2 separate regions of the Mus musculus genome follow, and region 1 is linked to region 2. A link is a contact called in public Hi-C data. All regions are on one chromosome and are shown on one strand. The core of a region is the stretch at or near the end of the contact, and the rest is flanking DNA. Distances in the headings are between cores, read along the strand shown.

What was found. Hi-C and Micro-C count contacts between places; a contact is called where the count stands out from the background.
Region 1: a Hi-C map of embryonic stem cells shows a contact between it and region 2, with 2.6 times the contacts expected there. The contact joins two enhancer-like sites. A contact is called at or near these places in 1 of 484 Hi-C or Micro-C datasets (embryonic stem cells) and 1 of 115 datasets of contacts at active chromatin or transcription factors (embryonic stem cells).

Annotation. Positions count from the first base shown.
Region 1 is chr12:63,025,123-63,031,615 of GRCm38.p6, forward strand. No RefSeq gene overlaps it. Among named protein-coding and RNA genes, the nearest start is that of Spanxn4, 340 kb to the left of the region's middle. Within about 2 kb of position 3,264, at least 4 of the 459 cell types and tissues checked have an H3K27ac peak or open chromatin away from gene starts, as enhancers often do. A contact at or near this core is called in embryonic stem cells, where this site is marked.
Region 2 is chr12:62,703,956-62,710,681 of GRCm38.p6, forward strand. It overlaps the pseudogene Tspyl-ps. Among named protein-coding and RNA genes, the nearest start is that of Spanxn4, 20 kb to the left of the region's middle. Within about 2 kb of position 3,881, at least 11 of the 459 cell types and tissues checked have an H3K27ac peak or open chromatin away from gene starts, as enhancers often do. A contact at or near this core is called in embryonic stem cells, where this site is marked.

The sequences.
Region 1 (6,493 bases), core at 2,014-4,513, 320 kb after region 2:
GACTATGAATGAAGCAGTGCAGCAAGCTATGGAATGATGGCAGTATGTGCTTCGATCTTTTCTTAATTTCCTTCTCCAGTTAATGTTCTTATTTCCTTTCTAGATTCCATCTTGATCTTTAATTATGCTCTATAATTGTCTCTGTGGGAAAACATCTGCTATTGCCTACCCATTCGTTCCTGTGTTATGTCAGATTCCCTGTGGACTATACTATAACTAGTTGATATTGAACTTTCTAGTTGCCTTTTGATCATTTTCCACCCTGAGGGTATGGCTAGGATTAGAAAATTTAGCACTATCATTTTAATACAAGTTAAAAGATATTTCTTATAAATACTATATTATTAAATTCATAAAATTACTTCAGTGGGTTAGAGCTATTATTTTATGTTAACAGTTTGTGTTGCTTACAATTTTTGATAAAGTTTTTTATTGGTTATTTTATTTATTTACTTTTAAAATGTTATCCTTCTTCATGGTTTCCACAATTTAAATAATATAAACTTCAAATATAGTTTTTAGTTATATTTATTTTTAATATTCAAATTCTCAATGCCCTCTATTTTTCTAATTGCCTAAATTCTTTTTATCTTTAAATTTTATTTTCTAAGGATAATACTCATTGATGTTATATTCTTTCATTTTTAAAATATCAACATTCATTATCGTCCAATTAATTATGGTACAATTATTTCTGAGACTCTAAGAAGAATTACATAATTTTACTTATATTGAGTATAAAATCTATGATTAGTTTTATCAAAATCTATATTATATATTATCATAATATTAAATATATTAAAGTTAATTTACATTGGTAAAATTTTATACCTTTTGTTAAGTTGGAAAGTTCAAGATTTGATTGTATATATATATATATATATATATATATATATATATATATGAACTCACATGAATACTTATATGTTGCTACTCATTGCTACTATGTTCCACGAAATAACTTTGTATACATATTTTAAAACATGGCTTAGCAATTATCTGAATTATAGATAACATATTTATTGTTATATAAGTATTTTTACAAAATAGTTTTATATTGTTTATATTTTTACTTCACTGGGTCTTTTCTTTGGAGACAGTTTTTGCTGTGAATATTGATTGATACTCAGTATGAAAGCTCTTTACCTGAAGGCATGCTCTGCAGGTTTTATGGCTTTCCGACAAATAGTTATTTACAATAAAAATCTCAGAACCTTCAAATCTCTCATTAAAGTTAAATATCTCTATGAACCATGGATATGTAGGAAATTGTATGTACTTTTTCTGATTATCCTTGACTTATTTGAAGAATCCACACAGAGATATTCTTAGCCCCATGTACACAGTGACACAATGACTCTATAACAAGAAGTACTTCCAACACCATTATTGAGGATTCATTTCATTAACACCATCCATGTTCCTATAATTAAGTTAAAATACTCTTATAATATAGTGTAATATAATATAATATAACATAATATATATGTGTGTGTGTGTGTATGTGTGTGTGTGCAAGTAGATTTTTAAACTTGAGTTATTTATTAGGTTAAAAGTAACTCCTGACTTGCACATTTGTTGATCCTAAAATTTCTTTTACACTGACAAATTAAACAAGACCCATTCCATTTTAGTAACTCCACTTAATTTGTTTATTTGCAATATATCCTGATTCAGATTAAAAACTTGGCCATATATGGGCATAGATCACATTTTCTCCAACTATAGTTATGGAAATATAACCAAATGTTATATATTTAAATAATAATTAGCTTGTTGACCTTTTTGGATTCTGTGGACTGTATCTTGGGTATTTTGTTTGTTTGTTTGTTTGTTTTGGTTTTGGTTTTGTTTTTTTGGCCAATATCGAATTATTAGTGAGTATATACCATGCATGACCTTTTGGGTCTGAGTTACATCACTCAGGATGATATTTGCTAGTTCCATTCATTTGCCTGCAAAACTCAGGATGTCCACATTGTTATTCCCTGACTAGTATTCCATTGTGAAAATGAACCATATTTTCTATGTCTATTTTTCTGTTGTGGGACATCTAGCTTGTTTCCAGCTTCTGGCTATCACAAACAAGGCTGATATTAACATAGTGGAACACGTACCTCTGTGACATGGTGGGGAATCTTTAGGGTATGTTCCCAAGACTGGTATAGCTGGATCTTCAGGTAGTTCTATTTCCAGTTTTCTGAGGAACCTCCAGATTGATTTCTAGAGTGGTTGTGAGGAGTGTTCCTCTTTCTCCACATCCTCTCCAACATGTGCGGTCACCTGAGGTTTTGATTTTGCCATTCTGATTAGTGCAAGGTAGAATCTCAGGGTCATTTTGATTTGCATTTCTCTGATCACTAAGGACTTTGAACATTTCTTTAGGTACTTCTCAGTCATTTGAGATTCCTCTGTTGTGAATTCTCTGTTTAGTTTTATACCCCATTTTTTGATTAAGTTGTTTCAGTTTTTTGGTGATTAGTATTTGGGGTTTTTTTTTGTTTGTTTGTTTTTTTGTGTTGTTTTGTTTGGTTTTGTTTTGTTTTCTGATCAAGGCCCAATGTTTATTTATGAGTCTGAGCTTATAAAAGGGGAGAACCCATCCCCCACTATTCAAGAACCTTATGGTCCCTTTATAAGGATCTGATAGGAAAACAAGCTTGGTGGCTCAGCAGGTAGCTTCTTGTAGGAAGATGCAGATATGGAAGACAAAAGATTTTACCTAGGTCAGAAGACTCTACCCTAGGTGAGCTTGCAACTGTGGCAAACCAGGTCTGAGCCAGCCTGCTCAAGGCTGGGGGAGGGAACAGTTCCATCCTTTTTATTTATTAAAAATTAGCTGGACTGAGGCATAAAATTTACTTATGCTGCAAGGTCCTGCCTGGGAATTATGGTGGCTGTCTTGGATCTGAATGTCTATACTCCTTCTGAGCTGTTCTGGAGAACATGTGTAGCTTGTTTGTGTTTATTTGCACAAACAAGGCATTTTCGTTTTTATTATGAACAAACATGACCTTTTGGCACATGCCTTTGTCTGAAGTTGATAAGAGTCATAGATTCATCAGTGGCCCATCTTTGGCTGCTGGTCCTCATTGCACAACTTTTTCCCATTCAGATCAAAGGTACAATATGAATTCAATGCATCTCTTCATAGAGATGGATGGATAACTGCCATCTGAGCTTTGCTGAAGGTAAAGCCAGTATGGAGGTAACTGACCTGCTTGGAATACAAAATCAAAAGTTGCAAGAAACAGGATTAAGGTTGTCTTTTGTGATGTCTGAGGCACTCAATTCAGTTGCAAATTAGCAACAATCTGACTCAGGGTCTGGCATCCTTGTGTGAGGGAAGTAGCTTTGAGAATCAACTGAAAAACTGTTACTTCTCATGTAAATAGTGGAGGCTATGTTCCAATTTAACTCTGCTGTCTAATAAAGATTTTTAGCTATCTTCATAATAGGAATCTCAGCCTTTATTCCCAGCATTTGGGAGGCAGAGGCAGGCAGATTTCTGAGTGGGAGGCAGAGGCAGGCAGATTTCTGAGTTTGAGGCCAGCCTGGTCTACAAAGTGAGTTCCAGGACAGCCAGGGCTACCCAGAGAAACCCTGTCAAAAAAAAAAAAAAAAAAAGAAAAGAAAAGAAAAGGAAGAAAAAAATATAATAGGAATCTCCAATACTGGATTGATTTCTAGACCAGTCAATGATTTAGTCAGAATAACTGGCCACATTAAAGAAAAGAGAAGAGTCATTATAACTCCTCCTTTTTTAAAAATTTTTCTAAGTCAGTTTCTACAGTCTCTATGTTCTCTATCCCACAAAGTCTAAAAGCTTGAAGTAAGGCAGATTAGCTTGTCTAATCTGGGATATAGGCAAGCAAACGTGGGTCAAGAACATACACCCAACACAGCTTTCCTGTCACATTGTCAGGGCTCTCAGCAAGCTCACAGGTCAGCATTTTATATTATATAAATATATAAATATATAAATAAATATATATTTATATTTTATTTTTCTAAAATCAGAAATATGAGTATCCATCTGCAATAATTAATTAAGTATAAATCCTTGAGAATTAACACCATTGTGTGGAACAGGTAGAAACTAAGGATATTGAGAACAAGTCTTTACAATTTGACATGCACATTCTCTAAAAATACCAAGTTGCTATCTCCAGACATTACTATTTTGATGATGTAAAGAATTAGATTATATGGCCAATTGTTTTTGTGGAAGGCCTATAGTCTGCCTCGGATACAAATATGTTGTGGCATTGCCTTAAGGGGTCTTGTCGGGGTAGACCATAGTGAGTTCTTAAATGTCCAAAGACAGTCCTTTAAAGGAACAGTGCTTTCTCTTAACTTGAGTTGTATATGCATAAACAATTGCAAATTTGAGGATTAGCAGTATCTAAAAAGGGAACAATTTAAAGCAATTGTAAGCCCTGATATACATACATATACAGAGATATATATGCTTATCAGTATACAAATTAAAGCTTGATTTTCCAACATTTCAAAACACTGGCTATGGGACACAATTCAATTATCTGAACTGAAGCAGGAGGAAACTCAAAAGAAAAATACTCAGAAGTATATGTGATATAGTCATGTATACTTTTCTCCCATAGAAAGGCTGTTTTTTTTTTTAATACAGTAGATGTATTATTTATGGGATGCACACATAAATTTACACAAAATACAAAATCATACATAGAAGCAACTTCTTTTGGAACTTGTCTTTTGGATAATGATTATCAACTCTACATAAAAATTTTGCTATGCAATAGGTCAAATATCAATATTCTGTAATAACCAATTTAATTGCTGTTTGAAATAAGGAATAGATGTTGCCTCAGGTTTTTAAGACTTTTCTTTTTTTCTAAAATTTCTTCATGAATTTATCTTACAATTCTTTATTAACACCACAACAGCTTCACAATAGGATGTTAAAACTTTACTTGGAGATGAAGAAAGATGAATCCCCATTCATGCTCTCTTCTGACAAAGAATTGCTGTGGACACCTTGAGTAACAATAACTAGAATATGCAGTTAATATTTGATTACCATTGATTACAGTTGATAACAATTGATTACAGAAGCTTCATCTACTTTTTGCAAAGCTTTTTTTTTTTCTCACCAGTTAATTTGCATCTCCCTTGATGACATTCAATAAAGGCTAAGGTCCTCCTTAGCTTAAGGTGAGGTCTTAGCCAATTAAGATCTCCTGGAAGCTTTTGAAAATAATTTGAAGTAAGCAAATAATGTTTTCTTTCTTGAAATTTTGTGCCACAATTTTTCTAGAATAGAACTGAGACCCTAAATACTAAAAACAATATTGACTCTGAATCTTTTCTGTAGCAACAACTACTCCCCAAAACTTTAAAGCTCGTTGTGTAAGGGCAAAGGTTTGTAGTAAATTTCCATTCAGAGGCATTAGCTAATAAAATGTTTTCCATATAAGAAACAATATACACTAAAGATTCAGTCTGTATTGAAGCAGAGACAATTTTTTTTCTTTTTGCATAATGTAAAGCTATTAGCCATTCCCAGAGGCAAAACTTTCCAGTGATTACAAGCTCACTAGAAGCAAACCCTTTATAATTACCAGGATGCAAAGGAAAAAAAAAAAAAACCTTCCAAATCCATAATAATTATATATGTAGTAGGCAGGGCAGATTGCAATGACTTTAGAAGTTCCACAGCCTCGTTGACATTTCATATATGTTCTTAAGTTTAAACTTTATTTTGATCAACACCTGGATAGATCTGTAATAATGTTGTTTTGGCTTAAAAATAATTCCCCTGACACAAGGAGAGGCAAGGTCCCCAAACTTCCCTACAAAACAAAAGAGATGCCACACAAACCTCACTGAGGTTGCTCTGAGCTTTGCATTAACTCAAATGTAAATGATTTTTAATCTGAGCATAAGCCTGAGTCCTGGCCCAAAGATTTTCCCTCCTTCAGTGAGGTCAGATTCCAGGGGAACAATTTGACTGTCTGTCTATGCCTCTAATTTTTGGACGATCTTTCCTAAGATGATTTATACTTAAAACATTCCTTATAACCTCAGTGCTGTGAAAGCATTGCTTGTACTGTAGTCCCCATGCAAGGCAGCAACCATAGTCCAACTGATTGTTTGAAGGTCTAGCTTCTGCACAAACATGAGTATATCCAGATATGTCTGTCTTTGCTTTGTATGGCCGGATGGCTGCAGGCAGGTATATTAGCATTCTCATAAGATGATTACTCTTGTAATCATCCTAATTACAATATATGGGTGAGTTAAAAATCCTAAGTCTGTGATCAAACTGCAAACTGCAGTCAATGGAACACTGGCAATTTTAACCATATCTTTAGTTTCTTTTGCAATATTAGAGCATAACCATAACTTTGGAAAGCAACACCCAATTTTAAACAATCCACTCTACTTAAAATCAATACCAGAAGCATCACTTACACATTAAGAAGTTTGGCTGCCAATTCTTATATATGAA
Region 2 (6,726 bases), core at 2,631-5,130:
GCACTGGTGCCCTGTTCAGTTTTTACATCATGGGCTTGGGCCTCGGCTCCCCAAGTTTCTAGGACCTCTCCACATCTTTCAGTGCCACTGGACCATCGACTGGAAGAGGCCACCTGCTAGCTGCGGCCACCTGCATCTGGGGGTCAAGGCCCACGACACCCGGGGACTCTGGGCTCCCCCACTATCTTCACGTGGACCTCACCTGTCACCACCTTCTCACCAAGCAGCAGACACCAGCCTGGGGTCCACCAGACAGTGTAAGCATTGCAGAGGCCTTGGTTGTTGGGGGAAGGGTCCCCTAGTTCTGCCCTGGGCCCCTCATGTCATGTCATGTATGGTCTTACACACAACTCCCCTCACAGTCCACGCAGCCCCAGCTCCCACTATAGAATTTCTTGAGAGTCTAAGTTATAGATACATGTAGATGAAAGTGAAGAGAGTGTGTTTTATATTTTTAAATTTTAATATTTATCTACAGAATACCTTTTTTTTACGGTGTTACAGAGAGGAATTCACAGTTTTTACAATATTCTTTAATAGCTGTAGATAGAAATACTTTATATGTTCTGGTTTCCTGACCTGGAGAGTAGGGCTTATTTATATATATTTTTATATCAATATTACTTGTGGACCCTCATTTTCTACTGGTGAATAAACTGCCAATGTGAGCACCTTGTGCATTTTATAAACAGGCATTGCAATAGGCAGGTTATACATTAATACACAGAGCCTCTACATTAATAATTGCTTCTTTTCAATGCTCCAGGTGATAAATACACTTAAGTACATTCAGTGATAAATTATTATATTTACAAAATTAAGCCCTAGCTTATATAATAAATTATGTGACTTCTAACACACTCAGTTTTTTACATTATTCCTCCTTCCTCCTGTTCCTTTTCAAGGACAATATTATCCCCAGACAAGTGGTTGCCTTAAAGTTCAAACATCTATTCTGAATCTTATATAAAGTGGGTATTGTCCTTGTGAAAAAACAATATATATGTATGATGGCTAATTTAATAATTATGTACCCAAGGAGTTTAATAAAATACTTAACATGGAGAACTTTAATATACCTTAAACTATTTCAATTTATGAGAAGTTTATTTATAGAACTTTATTTTCATATATTGAAGACAAAATTTACTTTGAGTAAGTTAAATGGTAGGAAATAAAGAGACACTAAAGTTGTTTTAAAAGTTCTGTTACCACATATAACTATCTAAACATTTAACCATCTAAATTTCATCTTTTTTTCCTTTTTATTAATGAATATTATTTATTCTTCTGCTGTATATCCATGGAAAGTTTTTCTATTGCCCCTACAAAATATTGTTAAGATTTACCTGAACATGTTTCAATATATTTGTGTGTTGATTTAAATACATAAATAAAAAGTATACAGACGCACATTTGTACAATTGTATACTTTATATATATTTTGATTTCAATTTATCTTATCTGATAACAGTATTTGATAAATTTGTTTTGTGTTTTTATATTGTTGTTTAGTTTATTTTGAATTCTTGCTGTGTAGTGTAGTCTTGTGTGGGACTAATTGTGGCTTTGAATTGAAATATTTCTACCTTATGTCCGGAATGATGGGGTTAGAGGCATCTACCATCATGCATGGTTGAGAGGTAACATTTCTGTAGTATACTACAGAACTAAATAAATACATCTCAGATGAAGTAACTTGTGTTTTTATTGTGTTGTGTTACTTCAAATTAAATCAGATATGTGATAAATTATGTATCCATAAGTTTATTACTTGCCTTAATTCTAAAGTTATTATCTAAAATCTTATTTAATATTCTTCTAGAGTAGCATGCATATGTGGTATAAAAAGCTACAAGAATTCAAATGGACTGGAAGATATTGCCTATGTAGAATAGATACATGGATCATAAAAGTGATATATCACGCGATTGAATGAATAGATGAATGAGAAAAGAAATGGAAAAAATGCATATTGGTTACAGTATCAGGTACATGAATCCATTCATGAAAACTCACATCTAGGAAAACAAAGATGAGAGAAAAAAGTGTAACACAGCCATTTTATTAGAAGGACAATTTCACTGAAACTGTGAATGTTTCTGTTAGAGAAATCATGATAATCTTCCTTTATTATCTTTCCATGTTTTCTTTATTGGTTGATAACCTCTAGCATATCTTGGTCAATATTCTATGACATTGTAGCTTAATATGTATTGTGTCATAAGTTTATTTAATATCAATTTGTGAAAACAAATGATATGCAAATTTTTAGTAGTACTTTTAAAATACAGTGTATCTTTTATTCAGAACCTAGGATAAAAAAATTCTCAATACTGAATTTTTCTGTAGCTACATAAGCAAGAACCTAGAAAGTGGCATCAGTATGTAAGCACTTGTCTCTGCTTGACTATATATGATTCTGCAGGGATCAGTTAGAATAGCTTCTAGTTTGTGGACTGCATTTTAAAATGTTTCTGCCTTGTAACAATACAAGACAACAGCCAAAAGAACATGCCCCATCTCAAATACATGTTCCTTAGGTCTGTGAACCTAAGCACGGTTCAGAGGCAATCCATGTAGACACAAGAGAGACTTCTATATGGATGTGCGTATATGTCACAGCTCTTAAAAATTCATTTGTCCACATGACTTATGTCTTAAAATGAAAGTCAACAAATGGTGAAATTATATATTTACTCAAAATAGGCTAAAGAAAAGATTATTTATAAATCAAACAATACATATAAGCATGCTTTTTTATTTATTATTATTGTTATTATTTTTGAGACAGGGTTTCTCTGTTTAGCCCTGGCTGTCCTGGAACTCACTCTGTAGACCAGGCTGGTCTTGAACTCAGAAATCCACCTGCCTCTGCCTCCTGACTGCTGGGATTAAAGGCGTGCACCACTACTGCCTGATTATTATTATTATTATTATTATTATTAATCTTTAATCTTTTTTACAGTCTGCTATGCACGCTCCAGTGAAGTCTGCTTGGCAGGCCGAGAGGCCTGATAGCACTCACGAGGCAAAGAGTTTCAAGGAAACTTAATCTCCTGGAACGAGGCATTCTCATAACCCATACACTCATACCCTATCCCATGTTAGTCTGGTGTGTGGATCCACGTGCTCTCTTTTAGTATTATTTTGTTATAAGTGTCTTTAAAGATTGAATTCTGACATAGCTAAGCCTACTCCAGTGTTCCAACATCCTAGAAAATCCTTGAAGCTGACAAACTTGGAATTCAGTAGGAATTCAGTGAGAAGGCTATCTCTTCAGTAACATTCAAATTTACTTCTAGTAGAGACAGTGAAACTAATTAGGCATTACAAAGAATGGAGCAGGAATAGCTCAGGGCTGGTCTGCAGAGTGTTTACTTGAGACAATAGTCAGTCTTACAGAGACAAAGGAATTCACAATGGCCTAAAGAATAGGTGTTTACCATGAAAGAGTTAGGGAATCCCCCTGAGACAGGTTTCTTCACTAGGCCCCAAAAAACCAGCATAATCAGGCATTTACTAAGAACCCCTGGTGGTGGGCTTAATAATAGACTAGCCTTACACCTGGCTCCCTTCTTAGTGGCAGTGGCCTGGTCCCGCCTTCTTTTGATGTATACATTCCTTATGTTTTGTGTCACTGTAACTCAGTGGAAGTATCTCGCCTGGTTTCTTGTTATTCTCTGTATAAAAAGTTCGATGCTCAACTTGACAAATTACATTCAGATTCTATACAATCTCTCCTTTTGATCTGCTGTCATTCATTTCCCCAACTCCTTCTCCACCTGCAACCAGAGATCCATTCTAAGTAGACAGGGATCAAAAGGGTCTGCAGCAACAGTCCAGTTGTTATCCCCTCCTCTTCTTCCCTCCAACAGTTCCTCATCCCATTCCTCCTTCCCCTCTCCAAGAGGATGTGCCCATACTCACATCCCCCAAAGCCATCCTGCTAAGCCTCTGTAGTCCCTGGGGCCTCAAGTCTCTGAATGGTTAGGTGTATCTTCTCTCACTGAGGACAGACCAGGCAATCCTCTGTTGTATATGTGTCTGGGGCTTCAGACCAGCTAGTGTATGCTGCCTGGTTGGTATTTCAGTGTCTGAGAGATCTACTGGGTCCAGGTTAGTTGAGACTGCTGGTCTTCCTATGGGGTCTCCCTCCTCCTCAGTTTCTTTCAGCCTTTCCCTAACTCAATTACAGGGGGTCCCCGACTTCAGTCCATTGGTTGAATGTGAGTGTCTGCTTCTGTCTCAGCCCACTACTTGTTGGGCCTCTCAGAGGGCAGCCATGTCAGGCTCCTGTCTGTAAGCACACCATAGCATCAGTAATAGTGTCAGACTTTGGAACCTCCCCTTGAGATGTATCCCAATTTGGGCCGGTCGCTAGACCTCCTTTCCCTCAGTCTCTTCTCCGTTTTTTTTTTTTTTTTTTTTTTTTTTTTGTTTGTTTGTTTGTTTTGTTTTGTTTTTTTGTTTTTTTTTTCCCTGCATTTTTTTTTTAGACAGGAACAATTCTTTGTCAGAGTTTTTGACTGTGGGTTGGAAATGCCATCCCTCCTCTAGATGCCCTTTCTTTGTACTGGAGGTGGACTCTACAAGTTCCCTTACCCCACTGTTGGGCATTTCATCTAGGGTCCCTTCCTTTGAGTCCTGAGAGTCTCTCACCTCCCAGATCTCTGAGAGGGTCCATTCTAGAGGGTCCTTTCACCTCCCACCTCCTAGGTTGTGTACTTGCATTCATTCTACTGGTCCTCCGGTTTCATATCTGTCCCCCACTCCCCAATACCTGATCATGTTTACTTTTCTCTTCCCCCTCCTCCTCTCCCACTAAGTTCCCTCACTTCCTCTGACCTCTTCTCTCTTCTCCCTCCCAAGTGGGATTGAAACATCCTCACTTGGGCACTTTTATAAAATGAAAATACTCCTGTGAAATATCTGCATTTTCCAAAATGACTACAGAATAAAATGTTTTTCATAAAATAAAAGAAAAACACATATTTAAGAATGATTTGGAGTATGGTTTTACAAAAGTTTTTTTTTCTGTCTTAGAATTTTAATGATATTTTAAAATAACCTTTTAAATTTTCCTTTCATTTCTTTAATTTATAACTACGATGCTTTAAACACTGTTTGATGGCTGCATATGGGATGTATCCCCAGGTAGGGCAGTCCTTGGATGGCCTTTCCTTCAGTATCTGCTCCACTCTTTGTCCCTGTATTTCCTTTAGACAGGAGCAATTTTGGGTTAAAATTTTGAGAAGAGTGGGTGGCCCCATCCCTTCACCAGGACCAGTGCCTAACCTCCGGATATGGTCTCTATAGGTTCTTTTTCCTATTTGTCGGGTATTTCAGCTAATGTCATCCCCTGTTAAGTCCTGGGAATTTCTTGCTTTACTGGCCTGGGACTTTCAATGGACTAAACCCAGTTCCCGGACCCTCGGGTGTGTGGGTGTGGAAGAACTGTCATGGAGCCAGGGGGAAAGGGGATGGGATGGGGGCTTCTCAGAGAGAAAACCAGGAAGGGGGAATAACGTTTGAAATGTAAATATACAAAATAACCAATAATTTTTAAAAAAAAACTCTGTTTGGTATTTCAAAACATATCATGACTTGGTCTTCTAATTACATTTAGAGCAGAAATACTTAAATACTCAAGAAGTGTTATACAGATTCTAAATTTTCCACGGTAAATTTGACTACAATGAATTGGTCTTTGCATACAAAATGTGATATCATAGCTATATTTAATGAGATACATAATTCATTCCTAATATACTATGACACACTTCAACTTATGACACTACAATGTGGAAAAAAGGCCTCCATCCCTCATGACTAGTTTATTTTGTTGAAATGTTTATAGATGGTAGAATTAGTTTAATTCTTTTAAAGCAATAGCCATGGGATATTGCATGTCTCTTTACTCTGTGCTGTTCATAAATATTCAAGTAAGAAATATCACTTATTAAACTAGGCAAATGAAAGTGTACACAGAAAAACTGGCTAACGAAGACAAAGGAGGAGGAAGGACATGGTGGGTCATGCCTGTAATTTCATTCCCTTTGTAGTTAAAGTAATGAAGATTCCAGATACAAGATAAATCTGAGGAAAAGAGAATGTTGTAGGACAGCAAGGCACCCTTGACACTTTTGAAATTTTCATTTACATAGTATGGAGAGTCAAGCTTTAATGCCTTCATTTTCCCTAAATAATGAAATTTGAACATATGATTTGCACAGGCAATGCACCTTCACAGTGCACTATTCATCTAGTTTCAAATTTTTATCTTCTTAGAAGCTAAAAAACCTGCCAGTGATTTGTCAAAGGTCCGTCCATATTGCTTAGCCAGAGGAATGGTCTACTTCCACATTTTCTTTGGTACATGGTAGTAAGATCATGTGTGGTTTTCTATATAAATTTCACATTTGCATATTTTCAGATAAATTATTCACATTGCAACTGTGATAAAGAAATCACAAATAGTTCTTAACATCCAAAACGAAAAAAGTCCAAAAGTTGGTGTTCAGATACATTAATAACAAATACCGTATACATCTAGTTAATTGTGTAAATCATCAAACTTTATCATGTAAACATAATTCTATCTAGTTTTCAGCTATTCATTTGCCAAATCATGTACATTAAACACCATTTATATTGAATAAAGTCAGGATTTCCCTTTTGGGAAGTTTATATAGCTTATACTAGGACCATAATACAAATTATATT